3 separate regions of the Rattus norvegicus genome follow, and all the other regions are linked to region 3. The links are chromatin contacts, called in public Hi-C maps. All regions are on one chromosome and are shown on one strand. Each heading gives the region's core, a stretch centred on a gene start, on an enhancer-like site or on the middle of the called end of the contact. The rest is flanking DNA. Distances are from core to core; before and after follow the strand shown.

Region 1 (3,875 bases), core at 642-3,141, 150 kb after region 3:
CCTCACCTGCCCCACATGATCCCGGATGCCTCCGTTGGCCATCATCTTCAGGGTGTGCAAAGCCATCTGCTGAGCTCGGGAGCCATCCTGGGTGACCCGATGACTGAGCCAATAGGAGAACAGGAAGTTCAGAATCACTGTGGAGCAGGAAGGAGAGGGTAAGAGGGCCAGGCAGTATCTGTCAGATTGGAAGATGGGAACTTCTACCATCCACTTAGAGGACACAGGCCATTGTCTGAGTCAGAGGTCAGAATACCATTGGCCCACAGGGGACCAGAGAGCAACCCAGCCATACAAGAGAGAACAAAGATGGGGTTGGGGATTTAGCTCAGTGGTAGAGCGCTTGCCTAGGAAGCGCAAGGCCCTGGGTTTGGTCCCCAGCTCCGAAAAAAAGAACCCAAAAAAAGAAAAAAAAAAAAAGAGAGAGAGAGAGACCAAAGGCACTGGGTCACTTAACTAAGTTAGATGGTCATTAGATAGGGCAGGGCCAGAGGTCACTGACCAGGTGTGGGAAACTTAGGGGCCTCAGCAAAGCCACCATACTCCTCATCATATCCCTCATCCAACTGCTGGAAGCAGCGGCTATTCATGGTGGCAGCGGAGGGCGGAAGCTGTCTGTCACCCACGCTGATCTCAGATCGGGCCAGCAGGGCTGTGGTGACACGCTGGCTGTTTTCCAGAAGGGTGTTCTTGTTCTGTTTCCACTAGAGGAGGTGAGCACACATGTGGAGGTCAGTACACATGGGGTGGGGTGGGGGGGCTCCCCATAGTCCCTCAGCCTGCACTTTGGTACCTTTTCTCCCTGGCATCCACCCACCTGATCACAGATTCTCATCAACACTGTTCGGAAGCCAACTCGAGTCAAACCATCCTCTGGTGGGAAGTAGGTGCCCCCAACAAATGGCTGGAGGCTGGGGGTCAGCCACACATTCATTGGCCAGCCTCCTCCACTACTGGTGGCCTGAAAGAGGGAGGGCCAGGATCAGGGGAGCTGCCATGCACAGGTGTGACAAGACCATCACAGGGCTGTCTCACCTGCACAAAAGTCATGTACACTTTGTCCACGTCTGGCCTCTCCTCTCTGTCCACCATCACGGAGACGAAGTTCTCGTTGAGCAGGTGCCCTATCTCTTCATTCTGGAAGGATTCTTCCTCCATCATGTGGCACCAGTGACAGGTGGAGTACCCCACTAGGATAGAAAAGGGACAGGAGGGCAGAAAGAGGACCCCGGGACCCAAAGGACTCGCCCCAACCCCCTGCCTGTCCCCAAACCCCATCCCGGTAACAGTGGGTGTATACCTGAGAGAAAAATTGGTTTGTTTTCTTTTTTGGCCTTGTCGAAGGCTTCCTGTCCCCAGGGGTACCTAGACCCAACATGAAGAAGACGTCACTCAGTAGCCTAGGGAGTCTTGGAAGATTAGGGACCCCAGATGCTTCAAGGGAAACCCTGGGATAGCGCTCACCAATCCACCGGGTTGTGGGCATGTTGTAAGAGGTATGGAGACTTCTCATTGATCAGTCGATTGGCAGTCTTCTGAGGTGCAGGTGGAGGACAGTTAGTCCGACTTGCCTTTCCTCCAGCAGGCATGGGCACAGAATTACTAACTGAAGCACTTCGGTCCTTGTCCCGGGAGGAGCTGCCCCTAATGTGGGCAGATAGGTCACACGAATGAAGACCACTTCCCCTTTACCTTCCCAAATCAGCTTAATGGTCACCCAAACTCAAAGATTTCCACTCCCAGTCCAGCCCACCTTTCTGAACCACGGGGGAGACCGTGGCCTTTGTGCTCCCCCTTATGTTTTGGGGGTGGTGGGGAATGGTGGCTCATTGGGGGCTCCCTGCCAGGTTAGTCTCCCCCAGCTTCTCGGACTTGGCGGTAGGAAGGGTATCTGTGAGGTCAGAGAGGGTCATAATGAGTAGAATGGTCCATCCAGCTCTGTTCTATCACCCACGGAGGGCCCCTCCCTGGATTGGTTGCACTGCAGGCATCCCTAGTATGCATGAGGGTAACCTGGAAAGGGAGTGGCTACTGCCAGTGTCTAGATAGATCAAAAGGAATTGGGTCCAGGACTGGACCAGGTGAGGAACAGCCAGAAGTAGGCAGGAACTACTTAGCCAAGAGCTCCAAATGGAGCACTCTGAAGGACCAAGTCTTGTGACACACACACACACACACACACACACACACACACACACACACACACGGGAGGGGAGAGAGAGGGAAAGAGGGGAAGAGAGATGAGAAAGAAGAGGGTGGGGGAGGAGGAGGGGGAGGGGGAGGAGGGGGAGGAGGAGGAGGAGGAGAAGGAGAAGAAGAAGAAAAGAAGAAGAAGAAGAAGAAGAAGAAGAAGAAGAAGAAGAAGAAGAAGAAGAAGAAGAAGAAGAAGAAGAAGAAAAGAAGAAGAAGAAGAAGAAGAAGAAGAAGAAGAAGAAGAAGAAGAAGAAGAAGAAGAAGAAGAAGAAGAAGAAGAAAAAGAAAAGAGGGAAAGGGGGAACACTCAGAATCAAATAGGCCTGTCTTAGGGAGTTCAACCTGGGAACTCAGCTAAATAATAACAGGCCAGTGCAGCAACATGAGACTCTAACAGGATGCAAGGTGCTTCAAGAGAGGGGTCTGTGGACAACACGTCATTCTAGAAAGGCTTTCTGGAGGTAGTGTTAAGGTAGTCAAAGAGCTAGCCTGATCTGGCAATACTGCAGCAGATAAGAAGGGAGGGGGAAGAAAAGGAGCCTTCATGCAGAGGGATCCAAGCAGACATGGCACCGTGCCTGAAAGACCCTCCCCAACCCCCCGCAGGCGCCAGGCATATTGTAGTGACTAGCCCATACCTTCGGCTAACGGGAGGGCCCAACCCCACAGTGGGGTGACCGGAGGTTGGGGCCCAGACAGTCCCACACTCTCAGTACGACTGCTCCAAATCGGGCTATAGGCTTCAAAGGGCGGACCCGGAGCCGGGTCTTCGCCAAGTCTCTGGCCCTGTGGCTGGTCTCCGAGCGCCGCTCGGCGGTAGAGCGCGGAAATACTGCCGTGCCTTTGAAGATCCAACCGTCTCAGCGCCTAAAATTCGAGCAAAATAAACTGGGTTCCATTTAAAGTGCTGGCAAGAAGAGGGACCCTCACAGCATCCAATACTTTCGCTAGCTCTTTTCCCTTTTACAAGCGGGAAATGAGGCTCCCGTTGAAGGATTTGCTCGGCCAGGATTTGCTTAATTCAGCCTACCGCTCTCAAGGCCCTCCTTAGAACCCACCCACTCCAGGAAGCCTTCTGAATGATGACACTGAGCCAATGTGTCCTTACTTCATGCTCTATTTGCTTGGTTCATTCATTTTACTCAGCCAGTGCCTAGTGTCCTCTGCTGTCTACTACTATGCCAAGCATTGAACACCAATACGCTCCTCCCTACCCTTTACTCACAACTAGGGAATTGTCTACACACTGTGACAAGTACCGTGAACGGGTATAATCTAGCAAGAGACTTGATCCTGTAAAAGGGACATGGGGGAAAAGCTCTGCATAGGAAGTTCTATTTGAGGGGTAGCTATAAAGAATGAGAGAGAACTTGCAGGAAGTGAGAGAAGCAGCAGAAGGAACAGCTTGTGTAAAGGTCCTGTAGCAGGTGAGGGATTTGGGACTGAAGAACAGTAGAAGGCTAGCACAGCTGGAGGGTAGAGTGAAAGGATAGCTAATGAATGTGGATAGGAGCTGGCGTGGCTTGCTATTGCCGTGATGAAACACGATGACCAAAAAGCAACTTGGGGAGAAAGGAGTTTATTTCACCTTATACTTCCCCATCACAGTCCTGTGTCCATCATCAAAGGGGAAGTCGGGGCTGAAATTCAAGGCAGGAACTGCAGCAGAAGCCACGGAGGAA
Region 2 (3,574 bases), core at 764-3,263, 200 kb before region 3:
AACAGCAGCACTGTGTGTCTCAACCTAACACCATAGGAAGTGCGGGTTAAATTTCTGGGAAGCAAAAGGAGGGAGACTGCTTTCTAGAACTCAGTTTTGAGAATATCTGTCTCTAACTCATGTAGATCCAAACTTGTATCTCTTACAAGCTGCAGCTTGGGGGGTGGCGTATAAAACACTTCAGCACAGAGCAGTGCAGCTCACCTCTATGCGGGTGGAGTGTGTTTACTGTGGAAAGTTTGGAATATACTCTCACCCTCTGGAGCTGAGAGGAGACTTAATGTGCAGCCTTTGTAACAAACCTCCAGAGAAGGTGTGTCTTGCAAATGCCATGGAAATGGAGATCTGTTTCCTAGTAAGTATTAGGACTATTACCAAAGCACTCGGCCAGATTTGGGTTCTTCTTAATCATGTTGGAAAAGAGGCTGATTGCATCCCACTTTATAAGATGGGAAAAAAGGAAATAAATGTTGAAATTATAAATGCTTTTCTAACAGGGTTGTGCTATTCTGTAACACTAATTGTCTTTCTCTTAAAAATGAAGTTTTATTAATAATTTTATCATATATTTCTCAATATTTGAATATGTTTTAACTGTTTGTGTCCTAAATTTGTTTTCATTCTAGAAATCCAGAACTTTACTTGCCTCATTAAATTGGGTTCTAGAATGTCCCATTTGCTGTCTTTAGAGGCCAAGGCTTCGTTTCTATGCGTAAAAGCTCATTTAGCGATGTAGTTATTTCAGTATTTATTTCTATTATGGAATCCCTGGGGTTCGGAATGTAACTTTGTACATGAAATATATATAAATATGTATATGAAACATATGTGAAGTCTCGTGTGCTTTGTTTTTATCTTTCTTGGGGCTCCAGACTTGCTTTTTATCAGAAAGTCCAGCAATATGTCCTGTAAACCACGTCATTTCTGAGAAACGAGATCATGGTTGTTTGGCACTAGGGACATTTAGACCTGTCTGTGGCTCCTGAGTACACACATGGCACTGGTCAGGAGGGCATTTAGTTGACAGGCAGAAGTGCTAAGTGAGACCTGCCCTGAGCCTCCTTCCTGCAGTTTATCACTCGTGGTAAGACGCGCTGACACGCCTGACAGACAGACAGACTGTTCAGAGATGTGAGAGCATGATTACAGAGGACGCCATGATTGTAGCACAGTGTGAGTGCATGGGTTAGTGCAGCCGCATTTATTGTTACACCAACGTGATTTGATTGAAGATGGGCGAGATTTGGTGGACGCCGAGATTTGGTGCCAGTGAGGGAAGGTGCTAAAGATCAGTTCCCAGTCCATATGATAGAAGGAGAAACATGACCCCTACGAGTCATCTTCTGACCGTGGCGCGCGCGCGCATGTGTGTGTGTGTGTGTGTGTGTGTGTGTGTGTGTGTGTGTGTGTGTGTGTGATCTGCCTGGGATGTGGCCTGCCCCCACACATACACACACCAGGGGATAATTTTAAAAATTAAAATTTAACAGAAGTGGAGTTCTTCCTTTTCCCTCCTCTTCCTTTTCTCCTCCTCCTCCTCGCCTCAGACTGTAGACACTCACATTCTTTCCCTCTTACTGCTAGGATTTAGAATCTGCACTATCATGGCTAACAGAGGCTGCTATTACCACTTCTTAATAATAATAATGGCCTCTATTTTTTGTTTTATTCTTTTAAAACAGGCTCTCCCTTATTGGCCTGGGCTTGCTGCACACAGTAGGTTGGCCTTGAACTCACAGGGTAAGAGACTGCCTGTCAGCAGGTTCCTGGCCATCCATGGGGTTGGGTTAGGAAGGGTTAGAATACTTAAAGAACTTCCAGTTTACCTAAGCAGACACGGAGCCAGATAGTTTAGCTCTCTTTTGGCCAGCTGGAAGCAGCATAACGGCTTCCACCCACAGAGATAAAGAGTTGTGATTTGAGTCTAGGCCCTAAAATAGAGGAGGACAAAATATGCCCAGACTCTGGGTACAGCAGTCTCGCCCATAAGATGCAGTTCTCAATCTGGCCAGAAGGGGGAGGTATGGCCATGATCTGCCCTGAGAGCCATTGCACAACAGGGTTGTTCCTGCTTTCATCTCAGAGTTACCCAGGTGATTCTGACTCTGAAGTTGGTAACATTTGCTTAGGAGAATGGAGCAGCCTCGCTGGAGTCCCAAACATCTTGTTTCCTAGGAGACAAAGCTTCCTTCATTCTCTGCCCTTTGTGTGGTTAGCTCTGTGAGGTTCCCCCATCTCAACTTCACGGTCCTTATTTTCTGATTCAAGGCCAGTTGAAGATTAGGATAGGGTAAGCTTGATGCTACCCCAGTATTTCCCCTCATGAAGCCTGTGTTGCTTGGCAAGACGATTCCTTATAGTTTTTATGGGAAGGGGTCATTAGCTTCATACCTAGCATATTTTATGATATCTAGTTTTTCCAAGTTCATAGGCAATGTGCAGAGAACCTCTGTGGACAGCATTACTGACCCTGTGTTATCCAGAGGCCTGACCTTAGAAAATGCCGTGTCTTTTGATAGACAGATCTGACAGATAAGAAGGACTGCAGTGGCTAGAGAAAGCAGATTAACTGGGCATGGAGCTGCTGCACATGGAGGTTGAGATCTGCATTTGAGTCCCAGTCAAATGTTATTCTGAAAGTTAAACACAGGAAGACTACTACATTTTACATCTAAGAGCTAATTTCCTCCCTATGCAGACAGAGAAGCATGCAAAGCATGGTCAAGGTGACATTTTTAGATACCATTCAAGCGTACTTGATACCTGTTGCTCATAATGCTTTATAACAAGAAACAAACTCAGTACATGAGTGGAGCACTGACCCAGAACGAAGGAAAATTAACATCATATGTACAACAGGGAATTGGGGGGGGGGGGATGGGGTCCAGAAGGTTTCTATGCTTTTGATAGGATTTTAAAGCATAGCATCACTCTTCCCAAGCAAGAAGGCAAAGTTTCATCTTTGGAGAGGTCAGCAGGTTTCTCAGGCACAGACGCCCCGAGACTCTGCAGTTAGCAAGACACCCGTGTCCTGTTGTGCGGGTGCCTCAATCTCTTCTTCCTGTTGCCTTTGTCAGCAAGCCTACCTTCTTAGACCTTTGCCTCATCCCACACAGAGGTCTGTGGTTTGAGTTCCAAAATGCAGAGTGAATTTTCAGCTACCGGCCTTTCATGCTCTTTGGTTTGGTCTGCAGCTGTGGGGAAGCTGCCCAGAGGTCTTCACAAAGGACTAGGAGCAGCAGTGTAAGGCTTTGAACACGGGTGAGATTTGGTGGATGCCGAGATTTGGTACCAGTGAGCTGGCACAGTAGGGGAAGGTGCTTAAGATCAGTCCCCAGTCCATATGATAGAAGGAGAAAAATGACCCCTATGAGTCATCTTCTGACCTTGGCCCGTGTGTGTGTGTGTGTGTGTGTGTGTGTGTGTGTGTTTGTTATTATTACCAACAGGTGGCTTTACTGACTGACTCGGGGGCATCTCCAGCACTTGTGTTTCCTGGGGGAATCCTGGAGACAGGCAGAAACTGGGCAAGTATCAACACCTTCAGACGCCTTCTTCCTAGGCCTCTTTACCT
Region 3 (4,121 bases), core at 429-2,928:
TGTTTGCGCGTGCGTGTGCTTGTGCTTAAATCTGAAGCAGTCCGAAGAGGGCATCAGATCTCCTGGAACTAGAGTTACAGATGGTTGTGAGCCACCATGCTGGTGCTGAGAATAAATCCTGGGCCTTTTACAAGGGCAACAAGTGCTCTTAACTGTTGGCTTATCTCTTCAGCCCAGATAGAATTCTTTTAAGGAAAGAAAATTTAACAAACAAAAAAACCATAAATTTTGGGTACTGCTGTTGACTTTGATGGTTTGTTTGTTTTTTACAGTTTGGAGGATGAAACCCAGGACTTTGTTTGGGTAAATACTCTTCTATTAAGCTATTAACAGCAGCCTACTATGATCTTTGTAAATTGTCCGCCCCCCCCTTTAAAGATTGCTATTTATTGTCCCTCAGATTGTGTTAATAGAGTCTCAATGCCATTCACATCAGCCTCAGATGGAGTACTATGCTGGATCTGAGAATTAAAATTTAAATTGGGGAAACAAACGAAAGTATAAGCTCAAGCAGCGGTCCAATTTGCCACTGGGGTAGATTTAAGTGTTTATAGTCAGTTGCTATTCATCACTCCTGGTGTGCAGTGTGCGCTGTGTGAATTACCGTGTGCTAATAAACAGACGTTGCTTTTTCTTAAACAGTAACAAGACAAATGCATGCTGTGTGCCCTCGGCAGCCCCGAAAAATGCAAATAAAGACTCCATACCTAAATGTATCCCTTGGTGTTTTATCTCCTCTTTGTTCAGGCCCTCCTCTCTGCCTCCCCAGGGCGTTTTCCCTTAATCTTCTCACCCCATCTGCAAAGTTCTCACCAGTGCCACATCAGGGATCTCTCCAAGGCACCTGGGCTCAGCAAAATAATATTTTCTGTTTCTCCCAATGGGTAGTAGAACAGTGCCATCAAAGGCTCTGAACATCATTAACTAGATTAGGCAAGGAGTACTGCACACCGCTGTTTATGAACACCCCATAGCTCTACCCTCAGTGCCCAGGATCAGGACCCGGATGACTAAGCACCCCACCCCCACTCCCGGTCGTCTTTCCTTACATGACTCCGAGAATAATTATAATTTAAAAGCTATAATGAGTTTCATTTTATAAACCAGAAGCAACGTTAATTTTCATGAAAGCCAAGTTGGAAGAATTTCTGTCTAAAAACGATAAGGGGTAAAAATAAAACAATAACTGAAGTAATTCTAGCTGAATGGTCCCAAGCACTGACAAAAATAAGAACAGTGTCATCTAATCTCTGCAAATAATGGGCATATTTTATAGTGGGATCGTTTTCAGCCCATTTCCCGTCCTACTGGGTAAAAATTGACTCAGATAGAAAAAGAGCTAACCAAACTTGGGGGAGTGGGGGTGGAAACCCACCAATTATTTTTAATGCCTACTAAACAGCCTGCTCCAGAGGATACGGCTTTTCTGGCTCTCAAACATGTCGGGTCCCTCCGCCCCCCCAACTATTCCTGTGTCTGTCCTCCTCGCTGGAAGCTGTGGGGTGGGAGGTCTAAAAATAGCCAATGAATCACAGCAGATAATCCAGTGCAGTGGTTACATAAACAGCGGGCCGGGGCGGCGGGGCCGCGGGTGGGAACGAAAAGTATCTGGGTCAATGTTGTCACACTGAATAGGGTCCCCCGGAGCCGGCCTTCGGAGGCGCGGCGGGGGTGGAGGCCTGGGCCTGCGGGCCTCGAGCAGCTGGGGATCTGCCGGTGGGCGGGAGGGAGCACGAGGCCCCGGGCCGGGCGCGGGCGGAGGCGCGAGTGGGGCGGGCGAGCCCGGCGCTCCCTCCCCATGGCCGGGAGCGGGCCGCGGAGGCGGCGGCGGCGCTGACAGGCTCAGGGCGGGGCGGCCGGGGGCCCGGGGCCCTGGGGAAGATGAGCGCCCTCCTAGAGCAGAAGGAGCAGCAGGAGAGGCTGCGGGAGGCAGCGGCCTTGGGGGACATTCGGGAGGTGCAGAAACTGGTGGAGAGCGGGGTGGATGTGAACTCCCAAAATGAGGTCAACGGCTGGTAAGTGGCGAGCGGGGGAGGCCTAGGGTACAGGGCTGCTAGCTCGGGGCGTGGAGCAGTCAGCCGTGACCCAGGACGCAGGCTAAGGTGAAGCCTGGTACCTCAGGCCTCGCAGGTTGTGCCCTTTCCAGACTAGCCCTACCCCCAATTGCCTCGTGCAGTTAGGAGCGCATCCTTCCCAAATACATACCTTCTGTGGTTCACTGCGGCCAGCGCCCTCTGGGACACTGGAGCCCACGCCAGCCCCCGCGCCCCCTGGCTAACTTGGCCCAAATGGTGATGCTAGAGGCTTTGATTCTCAGCGACTCTGCTCTGGATTTCATCAAGCTTGAATTATTTTGCCATGGGCGCTTCTGAAGAACACTTCGTGCAGAGATGAAAGCATAAGCAACCCAGCAAATGCCAATCTTAAAACCAGCACGATTTCTTTAGCCAAGACCAGGAGGAAAGAAACAACTACAAAACCCCCACCACTTGCATAATAATTTTGCCTCTGTTGTTTCAATACCACAGTGATTGGCTGTTGCCTACAGCTGCCTGTTGAGGGGAGACTCATTTGTTTGCCCTGTAGAATGTTTTGTTTTCTTAGTACAATTTCCAATAGAGAAATTCACCCAAGGCTTTAGATGTCTGCCTGCAGATTTGCCTCCTTCCCAATTAAATCCGGGGTCTGTCTCATGTCTTTGGTTCCAAGTTACTGAGTGCGTGTTTTTTAAAACCCTTTTTGACATTTTACATTTTTTTTATTTAATCCAGGTAATGCTTATCTAGCCTCGTTTACTAGTTTAAAGTTAAAGTGAGTTTTAACCCTCCCACCCCACTCCCCTGTAAATCGAGTCATACATTTTGAAATGGAAAGGGCGCAGGAGATCATTTGAACCCCAGAGAGTGTCTTGCCCTGGTTGCACAATTTTCGGTATGGTAACAGAGTCAGAAATGAGGTTTCCTTATTTCCTAAGAAAGCTACCCGGGTCCTTTCCCTAAAGAAACTAGCTCGGTAGCTGTCCACAGCTAGGAGACAGTGGACACTAATTTCTTGTCTATTTTGAAGCGTTTGCAGGCAAAAAACACTTGTAGTAGTGTTTGCCTTCCCTGGCATCCGATAGCTGTGAATTTCTATTCTGGCACTGGGGGGCAGTGCTGTACAGAATACTGAGCCTGGTCCTGCTGCAGGGTCTGCCTGTCCGCCCTGCTGTGAAGTCTTGGTTGAGTCATTTCGTTTCCCAGTTATTTCAGAAGTGTTGTTAGTGTTTATTGAGATGAGGGATAGTAAGTAGCTGCCATGTACTGAACTTGCTCTATGGCACAAATGTGGTTATAAACACTTGGCTTACCTCAGGACTATCTGGGGACATTGTTATCTTTCTCCATCTTAAAGATAAAGAAACTGAGACCCAAGGAAAATTAAACCATCCAGTTTTCCAAGTGCTCCTAAGTTACTAAATTTGGGATTTAGTAATTCCGTGCGAATGTTAGCCCTGACTTGTCTGTTAGAGCTGAAAAGTGAATCCAACATCTGATGCCCTCGGCACAGTGCCCACCAAGTGCTAGATACCCAGTGGATGCCAGGTGATTTTGAAGTAACCCGATGAGGCTTCCTATAGATTTAATTCCAACTGCAATCAATCCAGTCCAAGAGTGAATTCCTAGATTCCCTTTATCCCACTTTATGCTCTTGGCCTAATGCTTTCAGTTCTTCTCAGCTCGCCCTCTTATATGACCGGACCGTAAAGCTTGGCACTGTCCTTGGTCCCTGTCTTCCCTTCACAAACCACATACTGTCAGCCAGTTCTGCTGCCTCTGTGTTCAGATAGGATCTGGCTACCACTCACAAGCACCACACTGTGATACAAAGCCAGCACCATTTGGGATGCAGGATAGTTCCATAGTCTCCCTCTAACATCCTTACTAGTCTACTTGCTTATACTACATACAGCCTTGCCCCGACTGTGGAACAGTTGGCTTATCACACTCAAAGTCCTCTAATGGCTCCCATATTACTCTGAGAAGAAGCCAATTTGCATTCTTTTCCCTGACCTTTGGGCCTCATCTCTTGAGACCTGCTTCCTTGTTCACTTCTTCCCATTCCCCTGGTCTCCTTGCTTT

Evidence for each region. Hi-C and Micro-C count contacts between places; a contact is called where the count stands out from the background.
Region 1: a Hi-C map of hepatocytes shows a contact between it and region 3, with 1.9 times the contacts expected there. The contact joins the promoter of Spata20 here to the promoter of Ankrd40 in region 3. A contact is called at or near these places in 12 of 12 Hi-C or Micro-C datasets (the A7r5 cell line, the Rat2 cell line, Schwann cells and 7 more) and 1 of 1 datasets of contacts at active chromatin or transcription factors (oligodendrocytes).
Region 2: a contact with region 3 is called in a Hi-C map of the A7r5 cell line, with 5 times the contacts expected there. The contact joins the enhancer-like site here to the promoter of Ankrd40 in region 3. A contact is called at or near these places in 2 of 12 Hi-C or Micro-C datasets (the A7r5 cell line and psoas muscle) and 1 of 1 datasets of contacts at active chromatin or transcription factors (oligodendrocytes).

What each region holds. Positions count from the first base shown.
Region 1 is chr10:79,929,359-79,933,233 of GRCr8, forward strand. It overlaps Spata20 (spermatogenesis associated 20), which reads right to left and starts at 1,892. Exons shown (of 16, transcript NM_199402.1): 1 at 1,754-1,892; 2 at 1,465-1,644; 3 at 1,301-1,365; 4 at 1,036-1,190; 5 at 818-961; 6 at 503-704; 7 at 7-137. The coding sequence starts at 1,830.
Region 2 is chr10:79,573,883-79,577,456 of GRCr8, forward strand. It overlaps Spag9 (sperm associated antigen 9), which reads left to right. Exons shown (of 30, transcript NM_001108290.2): 30 at 1-827. Among named protein-coding and RNA genes, the nearest start is that of Tob1, 84 kb to the right of the region's middle. Within about 2 kb of position 2,014, at least 6 of the 93 cell types and tissues checked have an H3K27ac peak or open chromatin away from gene starts, as enhancers often do. A contact at or near this core is called in the A7r5 cell line, where this site is marked.
Region 3 is chr10:79,777,288-79,781,408 of GRCr8, forward strand. It overlaps Ankrd40 (ankyrin repeat domain 40), which reads left to right and starts at 1,679. Exons shown (of 5, transcript NM_001134699.1): 1 at 1,679-2,015. The coding sequence starts at 1,882. It overlaps LOC134480857 (a long non-coding RNA gene), which reads right to left and starts at 2,790. Exons shown (of 3, transcript XR_010055747.1): 1 at 2,206-2,790; 2 at 708-844.